Linked DNA regions of Ovis aries: region 2 is linked to region 1. A link is a contact called in public Hi-C data. All regions are on one chromosome and are shown on one strand. The core of a region is the stretch at or near the end of the contact, and the rest is flanking DNA. Distances in the headings are between cores, read along the strand shown. Region 1 has its middle 44 kb from the start of TARBP1. Region 2 overlaps LOC132658655 (a long non-coding RNA gene).

Region 1 (7,355 bases), core at 2,201-4,700:
TTAAAACAGAATTTCTACATGACACAGGGCCATATCTGAACATGGCAAAGTAAGAAACAGGAAGCTAAACTTCTTGAAATAACTGCCTGGTCTGGACTCTGGACTCTCTTAGAATTTTCAAATGAGGAGATCTTGTCGTCTTTGCAAGCCATGTTGACAAACTGATACTATATTTTTAGCATGACTTGAATGGAAAACATGAAAGATATGTGAACAATATATTTCCAAATATGTCACATATTTATAAAACATAGTAAATGCATGACAGATTGAGGAGGATATGTGGAAAAAATAACAGCTGTGGTACACCCAATTTCTTAGCAAATTCATACACAACAAATGACATTCATATCCCATGTTTTGTAAAAATCTATTTTTTCAGCATTTTAGAAAAGGAATGAAAGGGAATGAAAACAAAAGTTTGCAGGAGAAAAATCACAAGATGGATGTAAATTTAAATGACATGTCACATAATAATCATGAATAAAACTAGCTCTGAGTAGGTTACCCACTTTCCTCAGCATGCCATCTTTTGATGGAAATGATATTAAATAAAGCATTAAAAGTGATCTGCATTTTAAGGTGGTCTAAAATGTGAGACATGAAGGAAAGCTTATGAAAAGTTTCAGGATATGAAACAATTTGTGGGTCAGTGTTGTTAAGATTTCCTTGGATGGAGTAAAATTGGCATCAGAAGTTGTAGTTGGTGGCACCAAAAACAAGATTGGGTTCTGAATTAAGAAAAGTCTGACCAGACACTTGGATTTGCATAACAGGCCAAAGGGATCCTGGTAAGTTCTAAAGCAGAGAATTAGCATGAGAAGCAGTATTTTTTAATATTTATTTATTTGGCTGCACCAGGTCTTAGTTACCACATGCAGGATATTTCACTGTAGCATGTGGGATCCAGTTCCCCGACCAGGGATTGAACCCTGGCCCCCTGCATTGGGAGCATGGAGTGTTAGCACTTGACCACCAGTGAAGTCCCAAGAAGCAGTGTTTTTAAGGGAATAGTTTCAGCAGTTTTGAGTACAATCGTGACAAAGCAACCTCTAAGGGTAATAGTATGAATTCCTTCTATAGATAATACAGATATTTGTGCTTTCCAAATGAGTTTTCCCATTTTCAAATCCATAATCTTATTTGAGCTGTGTAGCAAGTCTGGCAGGCCTGCAAGAAAGGTTTTATCATCTGCATTTTTCCTCCCAAAGAAACCAAGAGTTTGTGACTTCAAGGTCATGGTTAGAAAGAGGAGAAGCTAGTCCTAACAATCAAGATGTTTATTCTTTTAGGATCACACCTGGGAGAAATGGGATTAAATATTTTTTTCCTTCCTCTTCTCTTTACTTTCGTTTTTCCCAAATTTCCTACAATGAACAAATATGATTTTAGAATGGTAAAATGACATTAAATGTTACACTTCTTAATATTTATATTAAAATCCCTACTCTCACGCCTTCCACTCCACTCTCTTTTCTTGCGTTCCTACTTGAGGACTTTTTGCGCCATCCATGGCTGACCCCTCCCCACAGGCAGGAAGAATTTGATTCAAAATGCAGGTCTTGATTGCTAGGCTGAGCTGGTGTAAGTCAATGTAGAACAGACCAGCCTGTGAGTATAGAGAACTAAATTTGCATCCTATTTTCTACAATGCTGGGAAGTTCCCTCCTATCTGTGTGCCCTAGTTTCCTGTTCTGTATCCTTTCTGCCAGATAGGAAGTGTTTCAAGATTTCAAAGCAAACATCGCTTTATCAAAGAAAGGTGATGCTAAAATTACATTCTTATGTGAGACTGTTAAAATGTTGAAATTCTGCAGTTGAGTCTTCTGCTTAGCCTTGGTCTCACTGAAAGGAGACTTTGGGTAGCAGGTGGGGGCCCGAGAGGGCAGAATGGGCAGGCATGGGAAAGGATGGGGGCCGGGGCTGTCAGTTAAGTTGAAATTGACCTCATCAGAAGGCATCCCAAGCTTCCTCTGGTCCTTCCCTAGTAAGCAGTGCTCTAAAGGAACATTCCTGACTAATGGACATGCCACAGAAACTCATACAAGGGGACCGTCTGATCTTAGTGTCACTGATAATAATAGACCAGGCCACTTCATGACCTTGGGCAATCAACTTAGCCTCTCAATTTCCCACTTTCTTTACCTGTAAATAAATGATCTCCCTGGGAGCTAAAGGATAATTGAGATCAAATTCCTGAAGGATTTTTAACTCCTTAGAATTCATCAGTTTTCACACTGGAGGAGCTTTTGGACTTTTTTGAAAATCTAATGAAAGGTGGAAGACTTCCTCCCAGAAAAATATGTATATAGCCATAAACTTTTCATATAAATTCATGAGGCTTATTGACTCCCCAAAGCTTAAATTTCTTTTGGGTTGGAAAAAAAAAAGCTTCACTACCTTAGAAGGACAGTGTTTTAAATATGTCAAAGGTGAATCGTGTGTCATTGGTATCACGTCACTACCATCCTAGTGGACTTGATTCCTGCATCTAATGTGCTGTATCATCATTATATTCATCTCATTATTATTAAAAAATAACTCTATCTCCATTGGTGTTCATCCTTCCCTTTCACCCCACCCCCACTTTATTATTATTTAGACTCTGAAAGTCTTGGAATGAGGGATGCTTTTGCTGTTGGTCTTCTGTGTAAGATTACATCAGTTCCTTCCATCTAAGTATGACCTAGAAAATAAAGAAGAATGTGCATAATTGAACTGAGCTTTTAAAATGGGTTCTTCTTTATCACTCTTGGACAGTTAAAATTGCCATGCCTGAGAAAGAGAAAATGCAAACGTGGCCCCTTAGCCCATTGTAGAGGACCCTTGACATAAGCATTCAATCCAAGGCTGATTAAAATTTGCATAATTCATCTTATTATTTATTCTAAAATAATTGAAAAGCAGTGGTCTTGAAGATAGAATTTTTCAAAAGCAGTATTTTACGCAGAGGTTTTAAAAGGAATCAGCCCATTTACTCGATAATGAAAAAAATCATTATTTTCACATTCCCACCTAATGTCTTCTGTTTTCTTCCATCTTCATTTAGCTCAGCTGGGAATTAGGCATATTCCTTAGTTATGCTTTAAAAAAAACTAATAGTATGAAATAATAGTATCTTTTGTTGACAACTGGCCTTATTCTATGGAAAGACACCTGAATGCATTGTTAGGTGCTTCTTAGCTTTGTGTTGGTCCTTCCTTCCTTTGCCTCTCTCGTTTTTGACACAATGTATAGGTTTTCAGCACACCAGAATCTGGGGTTCTCTCTCACTCTCTGTATACATATTTTTTCTTTTACTATCTTCTATAAAAGGAGCTTGCTATTGATTGCAGCTGACTGAGCCGCTTGAGTTGATATCCAAGCAACGCTAACCCAGAGAGGGATTAGCATTACATCAGCCGCCAGGCGAGGGAGCCTGGCAGCCGGCCCGCCTGTAAAAACGGAACGCGTTTGCGTCACTGTTCCCTTGGTAATGTTTCTTGGAGCCTTGTCAGCTGTCCCCTGAGGTTGTTTCCTTAATATGTCAACAGACATTCCTGAATCTTTCATGCCGAATAGTTCTTTTCCTTTTCCAAAAACACTTAGATGACCCAGCAGCTGGTGCCTCCTGTTGCTGGGATCTTTCAAAACGTAATTTTTTTTTTTTTTTTCATGAAATAGGTGTTTTTGTTCCATTCCAAACATTCGAGGGGGATTTAGGAAGGTTTCGATTTCTGCTTCTCCACGTTAGAGAACCTATTTTTGAAGAAACAGGGCAGCCAGTTTAGGTCAGAGAGCTGTTTCTCTGCTTTTATCATCCTTGGGAAAAGCCTTTATTCCCTCACCAGCTTATCCAAACCCTCCAATTACCCTGTTACCTTGTGACCTTTCATAGAGCAAAATGGCTGGTTGAAAGACCCAGCTGAAATTTGCCTCCATTTATGATTTGCTCTCTGATCTCGCTTTAAGAAAGTCAGCCAGACCTTGTGGGCAGTGACCTTGAGCAGCCCCTGCATGCTGAGAGCCACAGATAAGAAAGATGTGTCAACCACTGCCCACGTGATACCTATTTCCTCATTTTCCCCACGTCATTATTTGCTGATCTGGTAATTTGATCTCCACTTTCATCTTGGAATATTTTACTTTGAAGAATACCATAGCCAAGACCCTGGTGCTGGGAAAGATTGAAGGCAGGAGGAAAAGGGGGCAACAGAGGGTGAGATGGTTGGATGTCATCTCCAACTCAAAAAACATGAGTTTGAGCAAGTTCCAGGAGCTAGTGAAGGACAGGGAAGACTGGCATGTTGCAGTCCATGGGTTTGCGAAGAGTCAGACACAACTGAGTGACTGAACAACAACAACAAATAGCCAAGTGGATAAGAGAGCCTCCAGCTAATGCCCCTGCCTTCTCTCTTTCTGAAAAGTGAGCAAAGCTCCTTGAAGTTCAAGGAGGTTTCCCCTGCACAATAGCCCTCCAGATTGTTATGCAGTGGCTATAGCAGTTAATCACAGTCAATAGTTGGAACATCATAAATTTGGAGAGAAGTCATTTGGTTGGTGGGGAGGGGCACTGTTATTAAATTCACTTAATCATGAGTGACAATGATGGAGGATTTGGGGGAAAAGCCACTTCCGCCTGTGTGAGCATCAGTCTCAACTGCGGAGGGGCGCCTTTCATCACCAGCTCCCGGGGAGGTCGTAGGTCTCATCCTCTGGAAATGCACTGAGAGCCCTAAGAATTCTGTGGCTCTGAAATCTGCCTCTGAGCAGGGCTGTGGAGGATGCCACTTCCTCCTGCCAGCAGATGGAACAATCCCCCTTCTGTTCTGTAATCGCTGTGCCCTTGGTGCACAGCCTCCTGGGAACTCGGCCATCATCCCCACTGAAGAAGGTCCCCTGGTTCACAGGAGGAGAATGGAAATGGGGCTGCCCAGGAGGGGAGACATTTAGAATCACTGGGTCTTAGCATTGAAAGGAATTTTTAGAGACTGAGTGAAACCCAAGCTCCTCATTCATTTTGAGAATGAGAAATAAGAAATCCAGAGAAGTTGAATGGCTTTGCTGGTATGGCCAAGTTGGTGTCAGGGCTAAGAACTGGTCTTGCTGCCCAGGTCTGTGTCTTTCTCAGCATTTCGGCCTGCTCTCCTCTGGGGTCAGACCATGGTCCTCTTTGCCAAGTGCAGTGCCCTGTCCAGTAGAATGTGAAGCTCAAGGACCATTGAGGCTACGGGCAGTGTGGATGTGAGCAGTAAGGATGAAGTTCAACTCCAGGTGAGGTTGGGGCGGGGGTCAACTGAACCCACATCCCTCTTCTCCTTGCTTCACTGGTGTAAGAAACGCCTCGGGAAGAAGGAACCACCCCTATGGACCGTTGTTCAGGGCCTTTTTATTGGGCGGTCGCTCTCCGGCAGAACTCCCAGGGGCGGGTAAGCAAGGGAGCAGGGGTGGGGGGGGGGGGGATTGTGGTCTGCGAAGCAAAGGGAGTCAGCGGGGTAAAGGAGTCTGCAGGGGAAAAGGAGTCTGTGGAGTCTGCGAGGTGTGAGGGGTGGGGAAAGGGTTTTATAATCCTGGCCGGGGCTCCCATATAAGGAGGAAAACGCGGGCTCAGCGGTGATTGGTGTCCAAGGGCTCCATATCAGCTCCTGATTGGACAGCGAGGGCTTCGTGTCGGCTCCTGATTGGTCGGCTTGGTTGCCGGTCCGTCTCCGGGGCTTGTCTGCAGCGCCCTCTACTGGGACATGTCCGGACATGCCCGGGCATGCCCAGGCGTGCCTGACCTCGCCCTGACCTTTCTTCCTGGCCTTGCCCTGACCCTTCATCCTGACCTCGCCCTGACCTTTCAACTGGGTGCCCACAGAGGAGCTCTCTGGTTTACATGCCACTTGGACCAGCAAGAGCCCATGGTCTCCAGACTGCACTTGTCCCCTGGCAGGACTGGAGAGGCAGCAAAGGAGCCCAGCAGTCATCACAGGGCCAGAGACAGACAACCTGGGTGGTGCTGGGACAGCCTTGAACTAGACTCTCTCTCTCTTTCCCTTGGGAGCCAAGCAGGAAAATAGCATAACTGTGTATAATGCAGTGGAAAAAGGATGTGTTAACCCTCACCCAGAGCTTGTACATCCAAAATCAGTTTTCTCATCCTTTTCTTCCCTTTTTGCCAAACTCCATACATCCCCCATGGGCTGAGATGCTGTGAAGCTGGCCAAGCCTGGTGGCTACGATTCAGAGCAAGGGTTTTGGGGTCCAACCTCCTGGGTATCCACCTAGCCTCTGCCCCTTGAGCGCTGTGTGATTTCAAGCAGGATTTTATTTTCTGGAAGCCTCAGTTTCCTCATCTGGAAAATGGACATCATGCCAGTTAGTTTAAGAAATACCCTAGGGCTTAAATAAGAGGAAGCTTGCAGTGGGTTTGGCTAAGTGCCTGGCATGAAAGTGATGGATATACCTCAACTCCTGTTGCTGTTAGCACATAGAGAACTTCACCAGACAGAATTCATAAAAGAATTTACTTGATTGTTTTTTAAAGGGTCTTCTTCGATGTGGACCATTTGTAAAGTCTTTATTGAATTTGTTGCAGTGTTGTTTCTGTTTTTATGTTTTGTTTTCTTGGCCAAGAGGCATGTGGGATCTCAGCTCCCCGACTAGGAATTGAACCTGCCCCCACTGCAATGGGAGGTGAAATCTTAACCACTGGATCACCAGGGAAGTCCCAGGAGACCATTTAGAAGGACAAACCTTTGCGGTTAGCAAGTGAGACTGCATCAGTCAGCAACATCTGGTCTTGGTGAAAAGGAAGGGCAGCTGCAGACAAGGAAACCGACTGGTGAAAACAACAGATGACCCACACCTTGATGGGGCTGCATATCAACATCGATCCCTTATAGAGGGTAGAGCCAGCCTATCCTAGCTGGGGAACCCCAAATTCTGCTTTCAGTGACCTACAGCCCTGGCTGGGGGCACCGAGGTCTAGCAAGCAGTCCAACCACAGGGCATGACTGCAGGGAAAAGAGAGAAGCAGCACAAAAGAATGGGGGACTTCCCTGATTGTCCAATGGTTCGAATCCACCTTCCAGTGCAGGGGACGTGGATTCCATCCCTGGGGGAGGAACTAAGACTCCTCATGCCAGGTGGCAACTCAGCCCCGGAGCCACAACCACTGAGCCCATGCTCCACAAGAGAACCTCAGGCGCTGCAACTAGAGAAAAGCCTGAATGCCGCAACAAAGACCCAGCACAGGCAAAAAAAAAAAAAAAAAGGAATGGTGGCATTCTCATGGCTGCGGTGCACAGAGGGTTTGACTCATCTCTGCGAAGAGGACCTAGTGTTTTTCACGATCACTATATTCCAGATGCAAACATTCTCAGGCAGGAGAA
Region 2 (7,355 bases), core at 2,059-4,558, 330 kb before region 1:
CCTCCTTTTGTTTTGAACCAACGAGATCCTCTTAGAATACTTGCCATGCCATGTGTCTCAATCCTTTCAGGCTGTAATTGCTAACAAATTATAGTAGACTGTGTGCCTTAAACAACAGAAATTTATATCTCACAGTTCTGAAGGTTGGGAAATCCCAGATCAAGATGCCAGCAGATTCAGTGTCTAATGAAGACCCATGTGCAGGTTCGTAGATGACTGTCTTCTTGCTGTTTTCTCTTACGGCAGAGAGAGGAGCGAATTCCTGTGTCTCTTATTAGGGCACTAATCTCATTGATCAGGGCACCATCATCACGACCTAATCACCTCCCAAAGGCTCCACCTCCAAATAACATCACATCGGGGGTTAGGGTTTCAACATGTGAACTTTTGGGAGGATGCATACATGCAGTCCATAACATCATGAGGCAGGTGGAGGGGTGTGGAGTGAAGGCACTTCATCAGAGAGTGAGGGCAGTTCAGGGCACAGATGGCTAGCAGATCACCAAGGATTGCCTCCAAGAGAGGCCATTCGTCTCTGAAGCTTAAGAGGGCAGCTGAGAATACTAGTTCAGTTAAAGGACAGCTAAATACAATCCCCAAGGGATGCTTTACCTGTTCCATTGCCTGTTTTCTTAAGATTAAAATTTTTTAAAAAAAATTTTTATTTTTTTTGGCTGCACTGGATCTTTGTTGCTGCACTGGGTCTTCATTGTGCTTGGGCTTTCTCTAGCTGTGGTGAGAGGGGATACGCTCTAGTTGAGGCTTCTCAATGCAGCAGCTTCTCTTGTTGCAGAGCATGGGCTCTGGGATGCATGGACTCAGTAGTTGCAGAGTGTGGGCTTAATTGCCTTGCAGCATGAGGAATCTGGACCAGGGATAACAACCTATGTTCCCTGCATTGGCAGGTCAGATTCTTCACCATTGAACCACCAGGGAAGTCCCCCATTGCCTGTTATGAGAGCTGGTCTAATGCTGGCCTAGCCTTGCATATGAGTGGATCTGTCCTTGGGATACCTAGTGTGTAATCGTTGATGTGTTCTGTGATGATCTTTGGGTCAGAGGATTCCAGAAGTCTGATCTGGTAACTGGACTAGTCTAGGTGTTCATCTGTGCATTTCTTCCCATGTTCAAAAGACATTTATTAAATAATTGCTATGTGCTCTTGGGAAACAATATAAAAACAAGCATTGGTTGCAGCCTTTGTGTAACTCATAGTCTTAAAGAGACTAGAGGCAAGGAAACAGGTGTATTGGCTAGCCCTTGCTGTGTTAACAAATAACTGCAAAAACCTCAGCAGCACACAATCATACGTGTTTATATTCATGGATTTGAGGGTCAGTTGGGGTGGCTCAGGTTCAGTCTATAGGTCTGTCGGTGCTGACGGGGCTCAGTCCTTGCCATAATTGTTCATTGGGGGTCCCAGGCTAAGCGACAGCAATGATCTGGCAGTAGACTCTTCTGATGATGATGGGAGTACAAAGGGGCAAGTGGAAACATGCAAGACTCCCAAGGCCCAGGCTCAGGGCTGCTGTTTGGTCTTTCTGTCCACACACTTATGGCCAATGCAAGTCACATGGCCAAACCTAAAGCCAAGGGATGGCAAAGAGCACCCTTCCATGGCTGGGCTATGGGCACAGGAAGGCAAGAACAGGGCTGATAATGTGATCTACTACCACACGGGCATGACCACGGGAGCAGACCACCGTGAGGCCTGGGAGTGGTGGTGGTAGTGGTGGGGGCACTAGGGCAGGCCAGCAGCAGGTCACAGGTCAGAGTAGGCATTAACTATGTTAGTTTTTTGGGCTGGGGAAAGCAAGATCTCCCTGAAAGGTCTGTATGGGTGCAGGTTCCCGGCTTTGGGACCTCTGGGTGCCTATGGCCATGTGATTTCCAGCATCCAGAAGGTGCCCGGGGACCTGTGTGACTGTATTCTTCAGGGCCTTGACATGTTGCATGGAGGGGAGCCCTGGATTGTCCTGCTCTTGCTCAGGGAAGGGAAGGCTCTTCTCCCTGGCCTTTCTCTTCACAGTGGGCTCTGGACAGCCAAGACTATTTTCAAAACACTGCTAAGGCCTCATTCGCCTTTTTCACTCTCACTTTCTTATGAGTGTACAGAGGAGTTTCCCACTGGCTTCATGATGGGGCAACAGATGAGTTCAGAAGGAGAAATGAGAGTTGAACCTGGGTGTCCTGCCTTGAAGGCAGATGCTTTACCATCTGAGCCACTAGGGAAGCTCTAATATAAATAACACAATTATATGATAAATAATAATTATATTATAAATAATAAATTTGTAATAAGAGAAACATTAATTCAAAGTCTATGAAACATAGAGGAAGAATTTACCCTGAAAGTGAGGAAAGAGGAAGAGAAGACAGTGGTATTTAGAAGAAATAGCTTCCCTGGGGTGTGGCCTTGAACCCCCATCTGAAAAGTCTGGAGGTGGGTTTTTACAGCTGGTCCAGTGGTTGGCCATACAGGGGCCTCACCTCCACCAGCCTTGGTTTAGGCAGGCTTCAAAATGAGAGTGCTTTTTCCACCCTTGCTTATCCAGCCCAAGCCCTGGGGCACAAGCGTGCGTGACGGGGCTTGACTTTCCCGGACAGAATTCTGGTGGCTGCTTCTGAAAAGCAAAACACAAAGGAAATAACCCCTCTGTCCTGGACGGAGCAGACCTGCCGCCTCTCCCTTTGTGGCTGCTCCCTGCTGTCTGCTTCTGAGTGACTGCTTCTTTGGCTGATGTAGTGAAACCAAGAGACGTCTTTGACCTCGGGGTATTTATAGCCAGGAAGTAGGAAAGTATCACGAGTAAAACCAGAGAGGGGAAACCATACAAGGTCCCCTGGGAAACGGTTCGAGTTTGTGTAAGCGTGTGTATGTGTGTGTGAGAACGATTTAGTCAAAGTCTTGATTAGAAGGAAGCCTGCGTGGCTAGGTCAAGTGAAAGATCAGCATCTTTTGCCTGTTCTGAACTTAGTCTCCCTATCTGTGAAATGGGACGAGTGCTTGTTCTGTGAGGCCCCTCTTGGGCACATGAGGGGGTGGAAGTGACATAATTACAAACTGCTGTCAACATGAAGTGTTCTAGAGGGCTTCCAACCCAATAAGAGAAACCACAGAATTGCTGGCTGAGAGGGAAAAATATGTTTAAACATCAACAGTTCAACTATCTGTGGCATCCCAAGCCTTCCTTCAAGTTTCTCTTGTCATGATGTAGTAACAGCTGAGAACAGTCAGCCCTGGGGATGAGGAGCTTCAGTCTGTTCGGCACAGAATGTCCTTGGCTCCCGGGCGGTTCTCAAACGGAAGCAGCTCTGAGACCTGGGAGGCCCAGCTGGGGGCAGCTCTGGGTGAGCGGCGGGCCATGCTGGTACTGGCAGAGCTGAGCCTTCGGATGGAGCTGGATGAGCAAGGAATTGAGGAGAGGAAGGAACCGGTCTCCAAGGGCCACAGAACAGCACTGTGCCCCTGCTCTTAGGAGGCTGGTGAGTACGTCTGGGCCTGACACCCTCTGATCCCCCTTGAAACCGTGTCCCCTCTTGCAGAAGTGCAATGGGGGTGACATCTGCATCAGATGATGAATCATTGCAGAGGTTCCCAGGTAGTGCTGTTGGTAAAGAATCTGCCTGACAATGCAGGAGACACCAAAGATGCAGTTTCGATCCCTGGGTCAGGAAGATCCCCTGTGATAGGAAACGGCAACCCATCCCAGTATTCTTGTCTAGAAAATTCCATGAGCAGTGGAACCTGGCAGGTTACAGTCCACTGGGTTGCAAAGAGTCAGACGCGACTGAGCATGCAAGGTCAAGGCAATCCAGCTTGGCTGTAGACGTAGTACTTGGCGTGGAGGGATGGTGACCGTATACCTTTTTGCACAGCTGGGGTGCTATTTTGAAAATAAAAGGAGGTGCTGTTAATGATTACTCTGGGTAACGAGAATAAACTGAAATGGCCTGGGTACAGGGAGCATGTGGTCACTCACCTAGAGGTCATGAGAGACACACAGCTTATCCCATGTGCTTTCCCATGGAAAGGCAGCCAGCTACTCCCCAAGGGTTAGAGAAAGAGTTCCAGTGATTCCTCCTGTGAAGGGCTTGGCCAGTTCTTGTCTTGGGTTTTCCCAGGACAACAGAAGGGTGAATGGGAGGTCTGGTTTAGAGACCCAAGCTGGAGTCCCCACAATCCCTCCCGTTTTCCCAGAGTTTCATATTTTTCAGAAACATTCACAAGATCTACCATTTGATGGGAAAATCTCACCCAACAGAGCAAGAGTGGATATGGCGGCTTGTCATTGGAGGGGTGAGGAACTAGAGGAGCATTTGAGCCCAAAGCCATCAGCCTGCGAGGAGTGAATTCATCTCCCAGTACCTGCCCGAGGGTGGTTCTCTCCACTAAGCTGCCCATCAGGACAATGGCTAAAGTCTGAATGTCTTATAATGCATTTCTACCCAACTGGTAACCTTTTTATAAAAATTACTACTTACTCATGTTTTGGCTGCACGGGATCATTGTTGCTTGCAGGCTTTCTCTAGTTGCAGAGAGAGGGGACGACTCTCTAGTTGTGCTTGGGCTTCTCATTGCGGTGGCTTTTCTTGTTGCAGAGCACGAGCTCTACAGGGCGGGCTTCAGTAGTTGCGGTGCATGGGCTTAGTTTCCCCTCGGCATGTGGAATCTTCCTGGAGCAGGGATCGAACCCATGTCCTCTACATTGACAGGCAGATTCTTAACCATTGGGCCACCAGGGAAGTCCTCGGCTGGTAACCTTTGAGAGAGTGCACAAAATCAGAAAGGACAAACCCCTGCTGTGCATGGAGCAGAGAAGCCCTTTGAGATGGAGAGGGGAGGCTAGGAGCCTGTCCAGGCTGTGCGACCAGGCCTCCACCCAGGTCTTTTGGTGTCCCTGTGGTTTTACAATGGCAGCCGAGCCCAGAACCTGTCAGTTAGAGGCCAGGAGGGCAGCTGGATGCAGAATGCATCACCCTATCCTCCACAGGAGAGGAACTTACAACCCCTGTGATTTCAGGGAACAGCAGGAAGTCAGAGCTGAAAGTGGCCTTGAGACCCACCTCCTCCAGCTTTTTAATCTAAAAGGTGAGGAAGCTGGGGGACTTCCTCCTGGTCCAGTAGTTAGGAATCTGCCTTGCAATGCAGGAGACTTAGGTTCTATTGCTGTTCAGGGAACTAAGATCCCACATGCTGAGCAGCAACTAAGTATGTACATTGTAAGTAGAGAGTTAGTGTGCTGCAACAAAAGATCCTGGGTGCTGCACATAAGGCCTGATGCAGCCAAATAAATAAGTAAATATTTTTAAAAGGTGAGGAATCTGATGTGTAGAGGTGGAGGAGGAGGCCAAACATGTTTATTTCATGCCAAGCATCTCACTTGCACGAATCTCAATTCCTTTGCAAAACCTTCTGAGATAGGAAATCTCATCTGAGATGAACTCTGTTGCCCCAACTAGTTAAGTGGGGAGGCAGGATTTGAACTCAGGCCTCTGCCTACTCCAAACCCACGCTCTTTGTACCCAAGGCCCTGCCTTCCCCTGAGGCGCTCTGTCTGGAATTGGTCAGGCCAAGCTGAAGGGACACTGACCCCGGTCTAGATCTTTTTTAGGTCAACCTTTATTGTAAATATTTTCCCTTTGATTTTGCAACCCTCAGCAATTACTTACCAGGGCTGCGTGGTGAAGATAAGCTTATGAGAGAGGAACCTCCTGCCTCACTCGAGTGAACCACAGTGGTTTCAGGAAGACTCTCAGGTCGTTCAGGGCAATTAACCCCAGCAGTGAACACCAAGTCCATTCTGGAGATATGACCAGGGTTCATTGTTTTGTGATCTCAGAAAAACTGGGTGAGTCAGAGGCAAATCAGGCCTGAGATGAGGTGGTAGGATGTTTTGGCAGGGCCTGAGAGCCCACCCCACTCCAGCAGAGGCCCCTCCTGGCCCTGGGGAGGTGCACAGTTGTGGGACTGCACTGACGGGCCAACAGCAGCCGATTTAGCCCCGCCAGGTAGCCCACTCCCTCGCAGAGACAGTGCCAGGCAAGGTGGGATCCTGTCTGGGGATGGGAGGGGTGGTGGGGAGAGGCAGGTGGATGCGGTCCTGGGCAAGTGACCCCAAGGCTCACTCTCGTGTGGTCATCTCTGATCTATTTTCTCTGGAGATGCTGGAGAATCCAGAGGAGAAGGAGCAGTGGGAACTACATTCCCAAGAAGACCATGTGTCCCAAGAAGGAAGCAACAGTGTCTCACATGGGACTGGTGGTCTGTCTGGACGGAGACTGGGTCCACCAGTGAAGGGTTCAGGGGACTGTCCTTGAGGCAAGAGTCAGCACTGTAGGTCCTGGTGCCCTCCCTCTCTGCCTGCATTCAGGGTCCGGTATTTGTAGTCGTCTGCCTTCTCTCTTGGCTCAGCGCTTACCATATCCTTGAGAAACAGGCCAACACAGGTGGGTCTCTACCCACCAGGCTGATGTTTGGAGCTCTGATCCACACAGAGGCAAACAAACCAGGTTCTTGAGCTCACTCAAGGGAGCCAGCACTCCCTTGAATGAACTTTTTGGCCAACTCAATACATACTAGATTTTGCATCTCTAAAAAAGACGGACATTTCAGATGTCATAATATTACTGTTCGAGACCTAAAAATAGAAATAATTCCTTGCTTTCACCCAATCCAATCCAGATGGAAATTTTTCCGATTGTCCCATTTTTTTTTTTCTAACAGTCGATTCTTTTGAATCAAGTGTGTCATTTGAATTGGTTGAGGTTTTTAAAGGAATGAGGCCAGTTCTGCAGAAACCCCCAGGTCTGGCTTTTGCCTTTCTCTCCCACACTGATGCTCAGCTTACAGTCCTTATTACAGCTGCCCTCAGTTGTGTCCACAGCTGAACTGGCCTTTCTGCTCCGTCTGTATCATGAGCTTTTCTTGGGGACAGGTGCTTTGAATTCCTTGTGGTTCCCAAGAGAGTGCATTGTGCATAATAAGTGTTCTGTTTATTCTCAAAACATCACTGTATCAGAGGAATCACAAGGTTTTTCTGTTTGCCAACTTAAAACTTAAGGGCTTGAGATTTTTGAAACCCTTCCATGAATGGGACTGACTGACTGGGTCCAGAGATGTTTGTGCACAGAGCAGAAGGTAGACCAGATAAACTTTAAGACCCATGATGACTCTACAATACTGGCTGCTGTTCGACTTTGTCCTCCAACTTTGCTCTGGGATTCATCAATATTCTGGTGGTTAGATTCCATGATCTGAGAAAGAAGATTTGGACACACTTTCTTGCCACCACTTTTTACAGCTTGGCAAGGGGCAGAAAGGGTGCCCTCCCCTCCGTGGTTGCTGTGTCATT

The links. Hi-C and Micro-C count contacts between places; a contact is called where the count stands out from the background.
Region 2: a Hi-C map of liver shows a contact between it and region 1, with 3 times the contacts expected there. The contact joins two enhancer-like sites. A contact is called at or near these places in 2 of 16 Hi-C or Micro-C datasets (liver and skin fibroblasts).

The regions. Positions count from the first base shown.
Region 1 is chr25:6,693,271-6,700,625 of ARS-UI_Ramb_v3.0, reverse strand. No RefSeq gene overlaps it. Among named protein-coding and RNA genes, the nearest start is that of TARBP1, 44 kb to the right of the region's middle. Within about 2 kb of position 3,450, at least 21 of the 54 cell types and tissues checked have an H3K27ac peak or open chromatin away from gene starts, as enhancers often do. A contact at or near this core is called in liver, where this site is marked.
Region 2 is chr25:7,023,899-7,031,253 of ARS-UI_Ramb_v3.0, reverse strand. The region is part of intron 1 of LOC132658655 (a long non-coding RNA gene); the gene reads left to right. Among named protein-coding and RNA genes, the nearest start is that of TRNAR-CCU, 190 kb to the left of the region's middle. Within about 2 kb of position 3,308, at least 13 of the 54 cell types and tissues checked have an H3K27ac peak or open chromatin away from gene starts, as enhancers often do. A contact at or near this core is called in liver, where this site is marked.